Linked DNA regions of Mus musculus: all the other regions are linked to region 1. Evidence: chromatin contacts called from public HiChIP or PLAC-seq and promoter capture Hi-C data. All regions are on one chromosome and are shown on one strand. Each heading gives the region's core, a stretch centred on a gene start, on an enhancer-like site or on the middle of the called end of the contact. The rest is flanking DNA. Distances are from core to core; before and after follow the strand shown. Region 1 holds the start of Mocs2 (molybdenum cofactor synthesis 2). Region 2 has its middle 94 kb from the start of Gm25985. Region 3 overlaps Ndufs4 (NADH:ubiquinone oxidoreductase core subunit S4).

Region 1 (3,032 bases), core at 399-2,898:
GTCTTCAGCATAACATGAAAATATCCTGGTATTAGTCTGGTTTGCAATCAGAACTTAAGATAGGGCTGTATTTTTTTTTTTTATTATTTGAGTAATGAAGAAAAAAATGAATAGAAACTGGAAGTACTAGAGGCCAAAAACCTTGAAAAGACTCACTCCACTAATAACTCAGAAAGGAGACAGCGTGTTTCCCCAACAAGATTTGGAATAGGCTGACAAAGAATTTTTTTTCTTTTTAACTAAGCTATTAAGTTAAATCCATCAACAGAAAAACCGCAGGAAAATGTGTGCCATTTGAAAACATTATTTCTTTTAACTTGTAAAAGAATTTTAAAAATTTTTACTGTTCAGTGCTGTGGATTGTGACTTTACACTAAGCAACATCTCAGCCCTAAGAATCTTGTAGAATAAAGAGGATATTTTCAAAATGAATGGCATTATCCTGATGTCATGGTCTCATAATTGGATTTTTAATATTTGAATAGAGTAAAACATTATTGAGCTTTGTCTTTGTCCTTGTTAAGATTTTATTTCTTATGTGTGTGGGTGTTTTGCCTGTATGAGTGTCTGAGCACCGCCTATGTGGATGCTGGGAATTGAACCTGCGTCCTCTGGCAGAGCAGCCTAGCACAGGCTTAACCCTGTCTCATCTCTGAGTCCACCAAAGGAAGTTTTTAGGAAGAGCTCTTAGGCAATTTTTGAGGTCCCACCTGCCCTCTCCGCCCCCAAGCAGGAATGATAGGCTCTAGCCTTTATATGCACCAGTTTGTTTGCAAAACCACATTGAACTATGCATTGTTTCTTAGCCTATTGAAGATATTGCTCATTGCTGTCACTGGAAACGACCCAGGAGCCCAGAGTGACTGTCAGTTTCCTCGTTTACCTAACAGCATGTGGACATAAATATTTAACCTTAATGTTTAGCAACCTTATCAAAATAAATGTTGATGCAAATCATAATCGGGCTTATTACTCCCCTCTGCCCACCCTTCCCCTTCTGCATTTCTATTTCTTCCTTGAACTGAGTACACCCATCTTGCCAACTATTTTCCTTCTGGAAATTTATTACCCAATTTTTACGTTCCCATAGCTTGACACAGAACGTGAAATGTCCTTTCCTTCCGTATTTGTTACTATTTTGGCAAATGTATTTGGCACAAGAATCTCCTCGGTGAGACTTCCTACAGCAGGTGACCCAGCCACGCCCCCCGCCACTCTCAACTGAAAGGTAAGGTTTTTACTAAGATTACAGTTGGAACACAGTTACGGTTAACCCGGACTGAGCGCCCAGCGAGGGCCACTTAAATCCACGTACCCACGCGACAACTAAGGCAGAGATGTGTACCTAGGAAGTCTGGATGGGGTCGCTGGCTCAGAAACTCCTGAGCGCCTAAAACACTGAAGTGACAGTCAGATACCGTCTCCACGCTGCGAATAAGAACCCGGATCCCACACTGGATGGAGGGGCCGCATAGGTTAGCCTGGGGAAGGCCACCCTGCCGGGTCACACAAGAGGTCGCAGCACTGGGATCCAAAAGCAGAGTAAACTTTTGTGGGTGCAGGAGGCGTGGCGGGGCGGAGCGAAGTGTACGCAGGCGCAGTGTCCACACGCCCGGGGTTGAGCACCACCCAGAAGGTGGAGCATCCGGCTGCGCATGCGCTCTGAGTCACCGGCGCCTCTAGGGGTTGGAGAACTGGCTTCGCGGTGTGTAGCGGGATGGTTCCTAGGTGCCAGGTAAGAGTTGGTTCGCGCGGCTGGGGCGCCCCTTCCTCTCTAACTCCTCCCGGGTTCCGGGTCTTGCGCCTGCTGCTCGCTGAATGTCAAGTTCTGTCCCCGAACTCTGGTGTCCAGGTCATGGCCTTCACGACCGATTACCTAGACGGTTTTTTTCCCTACCATTCCGGATGATTTATTTTGACACTTTTTAAAATTAAAACGCTCCTAGTTAGGAATTATTGTGAGGAAATGCGCATCACCCAATGATTGACAGGCTCAGGATAGTTTGCAGCAGCCGTGATTATTGTGGAGAGACCGAGTTGTACTGAGTGACAGGTGAGACCTTGTGCACAGTCAGGTCCCTTAGTTCCCAGGCTGATTACACGGGTTTGGCCTAGAAACTACCAGTTGATCCTGTAATTCAAGCCCATTTGCTTTGCTGCATGTCAAATGTTCTGTGTTTTGTAACTCAATCGTAATGTAGGACGGAATCAAAGGTCATTTGACCACTGTGAAATGAAAGCTAGGCCTTTGCTGACTGGGTTATTTAATTTACTTGTGTAATCCACCCCCTGACTCAGACCTCTGTCTCTGCTTCGCGGCTGATGGAAGAATCGATTCCGTGTCAAGTCAGACTTAGCATGTTTTCTAAGGAAATTTAGTAGGATTTTAATGCTGCCACACAAGCTTGAGATTGTGAGAGGTCTGAACAGTAGGCAGAAATCAGAAGTGATTTTAAAGCGTTTGTCTCAAATATGAATCTATAGATATATGGAAGTGTTTTGTTTGTTTGTTTATGTTTTTCGAGACAGGGTTTCTCTGTGTAGTCCTGGCTCTCCAGAACTACACTCTGGTAGACCAGGCTTGTCTTGAACTCACATAGATCTGACTGCTTCTGCCTCCCCAGTTCTGGGTTTAAAGACATGTGTCACCACCACCAGGCCAATACTGAAGTTTTGTGAGCCATTGCATTTGGGGAGCGAGGAGCCTTCTTGGTGCGGGTTATTTAGACTATCCTCTCTCCTTTCAGATTGACGTGTTGTATTTTGCAAAAAGTGCTGAAATAGCCGGAGTTCGCTCGGAGACCATTTCTGTGCCACAGGAAATCAAAGCGTCAGAGCTGTGGAAGGAGCTAGAGAGTCTCCATCCTGGGTAGCTAACGTTATAGAGTGCATATGATGAACATGTAAAGGTTTCTAAAATGTGTAAATTACGTGTGAGTGTGCGTATGTGTGTTCTCACACAAGAGTACTAGTTCTTTTAAAATTCTTGAAAATTTAAAACTCTGGTATTTAGAAACATCCAAGTACCACAA
Region 2 (2,710 bases), core at 91-2,590, 390 kb after region 1:
CCACATGTTCTCTTTATTTCCTTGTCCCTCCTTTAAAATCTCTTCTTCTTTTTTAATTGGATATTTTCTATATTTACATTTCAAATGTTATCCCCTTTCCAGGTATCCCCTCTGCAAGACTCCTATTCCATTCTACCACCCCCTGCCTCTATGAGGGTATTATCCTCCCCACTCCAGCCTCCCCACCCTGGCATTCTCCTACAAGGCATGTAGCCTTCATGGGACCAAGGGTGGCCCCTCCCATTGATGCCCGACAAGGCCATCCTCTGCTACTTATGCAACTGGAGCCATTGGTCCTTCCATGAGTACTCTTTGGTTGGTGATTTAGCCCCTGGGATCTCTGGGGTGTCTGGTTGGTTGATATTGTTGTTCTTCCTATTGGGTTGCAAACCCCTTTAGTTCTTTCAGTCCTTCCCCTTTTCCAGTACCCTTTTTAGTTAAATGACCTATTTTCATCTATTTATACAATATATTTGAACACACATACACATATGCATACACACACATACACACCACACAAAAAGAACATTATTGAGGATCTTGTAAATTTTCAGGTGATAAAATTGCATAGATCTAAATACACATAAACACACATGTGAAGGAAAATAAAAATACTATTGATTTACAGCCAGGAATTCTACATTGTGTAGAGATTTGGTAGAGGCTTTTAGAACCTCTGCTCTTACACTTTGTTTTGAACTTACAGTTACTTGAAAATAATCAGCAAGGAAAGACCTATCATTGCACACATAATTGAATGTTTTGGGTTTCACTTTGTATCTTCTAATGAATTAGTAATATCAACAAGATCACAAATTGTCTGGCACCTCCTCCTCCTCCTGGCCCATTTTCTCTAACAGCAAATTAGATGTTGCATCGATTATGATTCTTCAACTAAAACTATCTTGACATGCTAAATTATTTTTCAGCCGTTTAGTCATTCATTCTGTCAATCAATACGTCTTTACTGAGAGTCTATGATAAATCAACCACTTTGTTTGTAATTGTAGCTATGGGGATGATAATTGTTCCTGGTCTTAATATACCCTTTTTTTTCAGAATCAAAAGCAGTTATGAGTATATTTAGGCTGGCTGAGCTTATCAATTCAGTATACTGCATCTGCTTGCCACATTATTAATACCATGTTTTTATTCAGGGTGTGTCTAAGAGTACTCTGATCTTTTCAAATCAATGAGGAGATATCACTCTTAAATATAAACTCCATGATCTGTTAATTTTTGAGGATGTGAGAAATATGGGGAAATACTAGTATTGCAGTCAGCGCAGATTACCCAAGATAAGCATTACAACAGAATGAGCCTCTAAGAAACAGTATGACTTATCTCTTCCCGTTGACTGAAGATGCTCATCTAAACCACAGTTGACAAGGGATGGCATTCCATTCAGTTCTTAGGTGATGGCACACTCTCTTTCTAACCTAAAGTAACCTTATTGGTTCACCTGTGGATATACTAAACTATATGCCAAACTTAAATTGGATAGATATAGGATGAAAAGAATTTATATTTATTTTAAGAGTGTGCCCAGAAGACTAAAACAGAAGACAACGTCAAACTAGTTTCTTTGTGATTTAACACATTTATTCATATGTCTGTTTTGTAAGTATGAATTGCTGATTCAGAAACCAGAAGTTGTGGTGAAGTTGAGGCTGTGGCTATATCTAGATCTGGGCTTGTACATCTGGGTTTCCAAGTTTCAGACTGGAACTGAGTTGGGGTTTGTTTTGTAGAGGTGGGGGACTCTGTCTTGCAGAGACACTTTAGATAAGGAAGAGTGAATTTTAGTAGTAACAACACTGATGCTATTTTCATTGACCCATTCAGAATGTGGGATTAATATAATGGGCATACTATGCTGGCCAAGAAATATGCTGGCTACTGTTAATAATCATAGATATGAGATGTGAAGAGTTATCTTTACTCTCATACCTTCCTCTTCTTTTCCCGCAGCAAGTCTCTGAAGGCTGCATGTTGGAACCTGGTGTCTCAGGAGTCAGAGGATCAAGGTCAAGGTCCTCTAGCTTCCACTGTCATTGCTCTGTGATTTCCTGAAGATGTGTATCCTTCCACAATACCAAACTATTACAATTACAAACTGCTCCCAGCCTTTCTCTCTTTTTAAGATGCATTATGTGTTTTCTTAGGAAGGCTTTATATTTTTCCTTCTTTAAATCCTTTAATTTTTTTTTCTGTTTGTCAACAAACAAACCAAAACCAACCAACCAACCAACCAACCAACCAACCAACCAACCAACCAAACAGAAAACCACATGAGCCCAGGGAAAATCTATCAGACTTTTAATCTTTTCGATGAAAATATGAACAATAAGATCAATAACACTAGAAATGAAAAGTTTAAAAAGTAAAAATTAGAAACACACACTTCTGTTTGTGGGTATACTTTGCTGATCCTGCAGCCGATTCCTGAAACTAGCTTTGCAGAACTCCGGTCACTTAGCGTGATAAATCAACAGCGGAGAATGACGAACAGGAAATTCATGGGAGCTCCGAGTGAAATGCCTTTCAGCGTTTCCTTGGTTACCGGAGGTGGCAGAAGATGGTGAGTTCTGGCAAGGGGCATGAAGATACATATAGTAGCAATTACTCCCATTTACTTGAGTTCTGTTTGAAGCCTTCTCAGTCTATGACAGCCTGCATTCTCTTTCACTGTTAGCTGTAAATCAGAACC
Region 3 (2,868 bases), core at 145-2,644, 510 kb before region 1:
CTTTTTACAATGTCTCAGTTTCCAAGATGTTGCTGTTATTATTATGTTTATAGAAGTATAACCATGTGGTCAGAGATATGCAAGTAAAGGGCTAGGGACACAGCTTAGCTGGTGAAGTTCTTGCCTAGATGTCTCCTATGTTAATCCCCAGGACTGAATACAAACCACATATGGGAAGCATGCACCTGTAGTTTCAGCACGTTGGTGTGGAGGAAGGAGGTTTGAAAAGTTAAAGTCTTGCCTCACTACATAGAGAACTTAATGTCAGTCTGCACTACATGCTACTCAATCTTGAGAAGAAGAAAAAAGGAAGAAATATTCTGAGTAAACTGGACATCAGCAAGATCTGAAATATAAACCAAACACTGAAGGCGCTCTCACTGATCTGCAGTCTCCCAAACTGCTGATGAAGTTCTGGGTGGGCGTCACTGTGCCACTTTTCTGGGATTCCATTATGATCCCTAGAATTATATACATTCCTGTCATAAATTCCCCTTGTAAGGAAAGAAAAATCTTATATTGGCTGGCTACATTACTACCAAAAACAAATGATCATTTTGTCCTGATGTTCCTTTTCAAAGTGCATATAATTTCTCAGCTGGTAGTTTAATAAACTATCCTCAGAGGTGCTAATATAAACATGACTGAGTGATCTGATGTCTCAACAAGCACGATGGCTTAGTTCAGAATGAGAATAAAAAAAAAAAAAAGGAAGAAGAACAACAACTCCATTTCCTGTAAGGATGACAGATTTTCATTGTTTTAGCTTTATGGAGAAATACGTGGAAGTTATGTGGTAAAACGTTCTCTCAGCTTGGTGTGCCAGGCTCCTTCTCCTTCATCTATAGTTATAGTTCTTTCTAGGTTATATTGCTACCAGATCTTAACCTTTCTGTCTTTTTTAAGTTCCAACACATCCTTAGCATGTTACCAGACTTATCTTCCTATCACTTATGTCCAAAACTCAGTGCCAGTTCTAACACCTCAAACCATCTCTCCTGTCTACACAGTGGTTCCCACCTCCTCACCATTTAAGTTCTTGTGAGGCATCATCAGAACTGTTTTTCAGACTTCTTAATTATTGCCTTAGAAGTAACTAGTCAAATCAGACTTGTTTCTATGAACAGGTAAGCTGTATGAAATTCCTTATCAGTTTGATTGTTCCTTCTATGGAGTCCTCCGTTAGCATCTGTATATGTGGGCGGCCACCCCAACCACATCCCACGGCTCACTTTGAATACCAATCTTTCCCATAAGCTCCCATGCCCTACCCTCTCCAGCTGTATGCCTTCCAATCTTTATACTTCTACTTCTACTTTTCTACTGTTGCCTCAATTCTCAGCTGGCAAGGTTCCAAGTTAGTGATGATAAAGAAACTCCTTTCTAAGAAATCTACCTGACTAACAAATGCATGCAGAGCAAAACAGAGAAAATGAATGAGAGAAAGACCAAAAGCAGCCATAACTAGAAAGAATCCTTCCACTCCAAAGAAACTGTATTTGAAAATAGTTCATACTTTTCCCCCTAAGAATTCTATAGTTTGGACACATAGGAACATGCAGAAATCAAGCAGAAAGTGCAGCTTGTCTACATGAGAAATCTGTGCTGAAGGTTTTGATAGGGGTCGTATCATACAGGAATCCCAGAAAAGCACCACAGTGAAGCCCAGACTTCATCAGCAGTTTCGGGTCTTGCTTCTCGTCTGAAGATCAATGTCTCTCTTGGGTTGTTGGAGAAGCAGCTGGACAGGCTAGAGTGAAATTTGTGAATCGACTCCCGGCTAAAACAAGTCAGGACTTGCTAAGCGCCTGTGCTCTCCACTGGACTGTCAGAAAGACTACGCCTTTTAACCAGAAGCAACAGGTTTCAGGACTAAGTCAGAGCACCAAGCAAGCAAGGAAAACAAACGGATCCGGAACCAGTTCCAGGTGAGCTAGTAGTCCTGTGACGTCGACCAGGACAAAACTACACAGTGGCTTCCCTTAGTCCAAGAGAAGCAAGGGTCAGAGGATTAATATAGTATCGATACTTCACAGTGTAAGGAGACTTGATTACAAATCAATGATTAACCATCATTCATTAAAGATCTACATGAGATTCTTCACTTCAGAATTTATAGGTTAAAAACTCCAATTGAAAAACCCCAAGGTGTTGCTTTAATAGAACAGATGAATCTTATAAATCCAATAATGTTGTGCAAAAACACCAGTCACTAAACACATGAAGGATTCTAACATTTATTTTATATATATATATAGTATATGTTTATTATATATATATATAATTATTCTACCTGCATATATGCCTACATGCCAGAAGAGGGCACCAGATCTCATTATTGATGGTTATAAGCCACCATGTTGTTGCTGGGAACTACACTCAGGACCTCTGGAAGAGCAGTTAGTGTAACCTCTGAGCCATTTCTCCAGCCCCCAAAGAATTCTCTTTAATAAAATAAAAAATTAGGCAAAACACTTCTTAAGATTGGAATGTTGTTTCTCAATGTGGTTATATAATAAATATCTATTTTTTTATTTTAAAGAGCTATTTTTGTTCACGTTTAGAATTTATAAATATATTTAGAATTTATAAATATATAGAAATTAAGCTGTCACAAATGTCTAGAAACTCCTGACTTTTTTTTCTTGTTCCATTACATGTTTAATAGTTTTCTTTTTTTTTCTTTTTTTTAATTAATTTTTTATTAGATATTTTCTTTATATACATTTCAAATGCTATCCTGAAAGTTCCCTATTACCCACCCCCTGCCCTGCTCCCCTACCCACCCACTTCCACTTCTTGGCCCTGGCATTCCCCTGTACTGGGCATATAAAGTTTGCAATACCAAGGGGCCTCTCTTCCCAGTGA

Evidence for each region. Promoter capture Hi-C pulls out the DNA fragments that hold promoters and counts their contacts. HiChIP or PLAC-seq counts read pairs in DNA pulled down with a chosen protein or histone mark.
Region 2: an H3K27ac HiChIP or PLAC-seq map of bone marrow-derived dendritic cells shows a contact between it and region 1, with 3 times the contacts expected there. The contact joins the enhancer-like site here to the promoter of Mocs2 in region 1. A contact is called at or near these places in 10 of 39 promoter capture datasets (the 3T3-L1 cell line, 3T3-L1-derived adipocytes, the C10 cell line and 4 more), 6 of 484 Hi-C or Micro-C datasets (the G1E-ER4 cell line, cortical neurons, ganglionic eminence and 2 more), 2 of 115 datasets of contacts at active chromatin or transcription factors (bone marrow-derived dendritic cells and bone marrow-derived macrophages) and 1 of 9 other capture datasets (pancreatic islet).
Region 3: a contact with region 1 is called in a promoter capture Hi-C map of embryonic stem cells, with 2.3 times the contacts expected there. The contact joins the enhancer-like site here to the promoter of Mocs2 in region 1. A contact is called at or near these places in 6 of 39 promoter capture datasets (the 3T3-L1 cell line, 3T3-L1-derived adipocytes, embryonic stem cells and 2 more), 1 of 484 Hi-C or Micro-C datasets (embryonic stem cells) and 1 of 115 datasets of contacts at active chromatin or transcription factors (stem cell-derived neural progenitor cells).

What each region holds. Positions count from the first base shown.
Region 1 is chr13:114,816,589-114,819,620 of GRCm38.p6, forward strand. It overlaps Mocs2 (molybdenum cofactor synthesis 2), which reads left to right and starts at 1,649. Exons shown (of 6, transcript NM_001113374.1): 1 at 1,649-1,735. Gm34790 (a long non-coding RNA gene) reads right to left here and starts at 1,636. Exons shown (of 3, transcript XR_382937.4): 1 at 1,346-1,636.
Region 2 is chr13:115,208,306-115,211,015 of GRCm38.p6, forward strand. No RefSeq gene overlaps it. Among named protein-coding and RNA genes, the nearest start is that of Gm25985, 94 kb to the left of the region's middle. Within about 2 kb of position 1,341, at least 29 of the 459 cell types and tissues checked have an H3K27ac peak or open chromatin away from gene starts, as enhancers often do. A contact at or near this core is called in bone marrow-derived dendritic cells, bone marrow-derived macrophages and myeloid progenitors, where this site is marked.
Region 3 is chr13:114,308,942-114,311,809 of GRCm38.p6, forward strand. All of the region lies in intron 3 of Ndufs4 (NADH:ubiquinone oxidoreductase core subunit S4), which reads right to left. Among named protein-coding and RNA genes, the nearest start is that of Ndufs4, 78 kb to the right of the region's middle. Within about 2 kb of position 1,395, at least 10 of the 459 cell types and tissues checked have an H3K27ac peak or open chromatin away from gene starts, as enhancers often do. A contact at or near this core is called in embryonic stem cells, where this site is marked.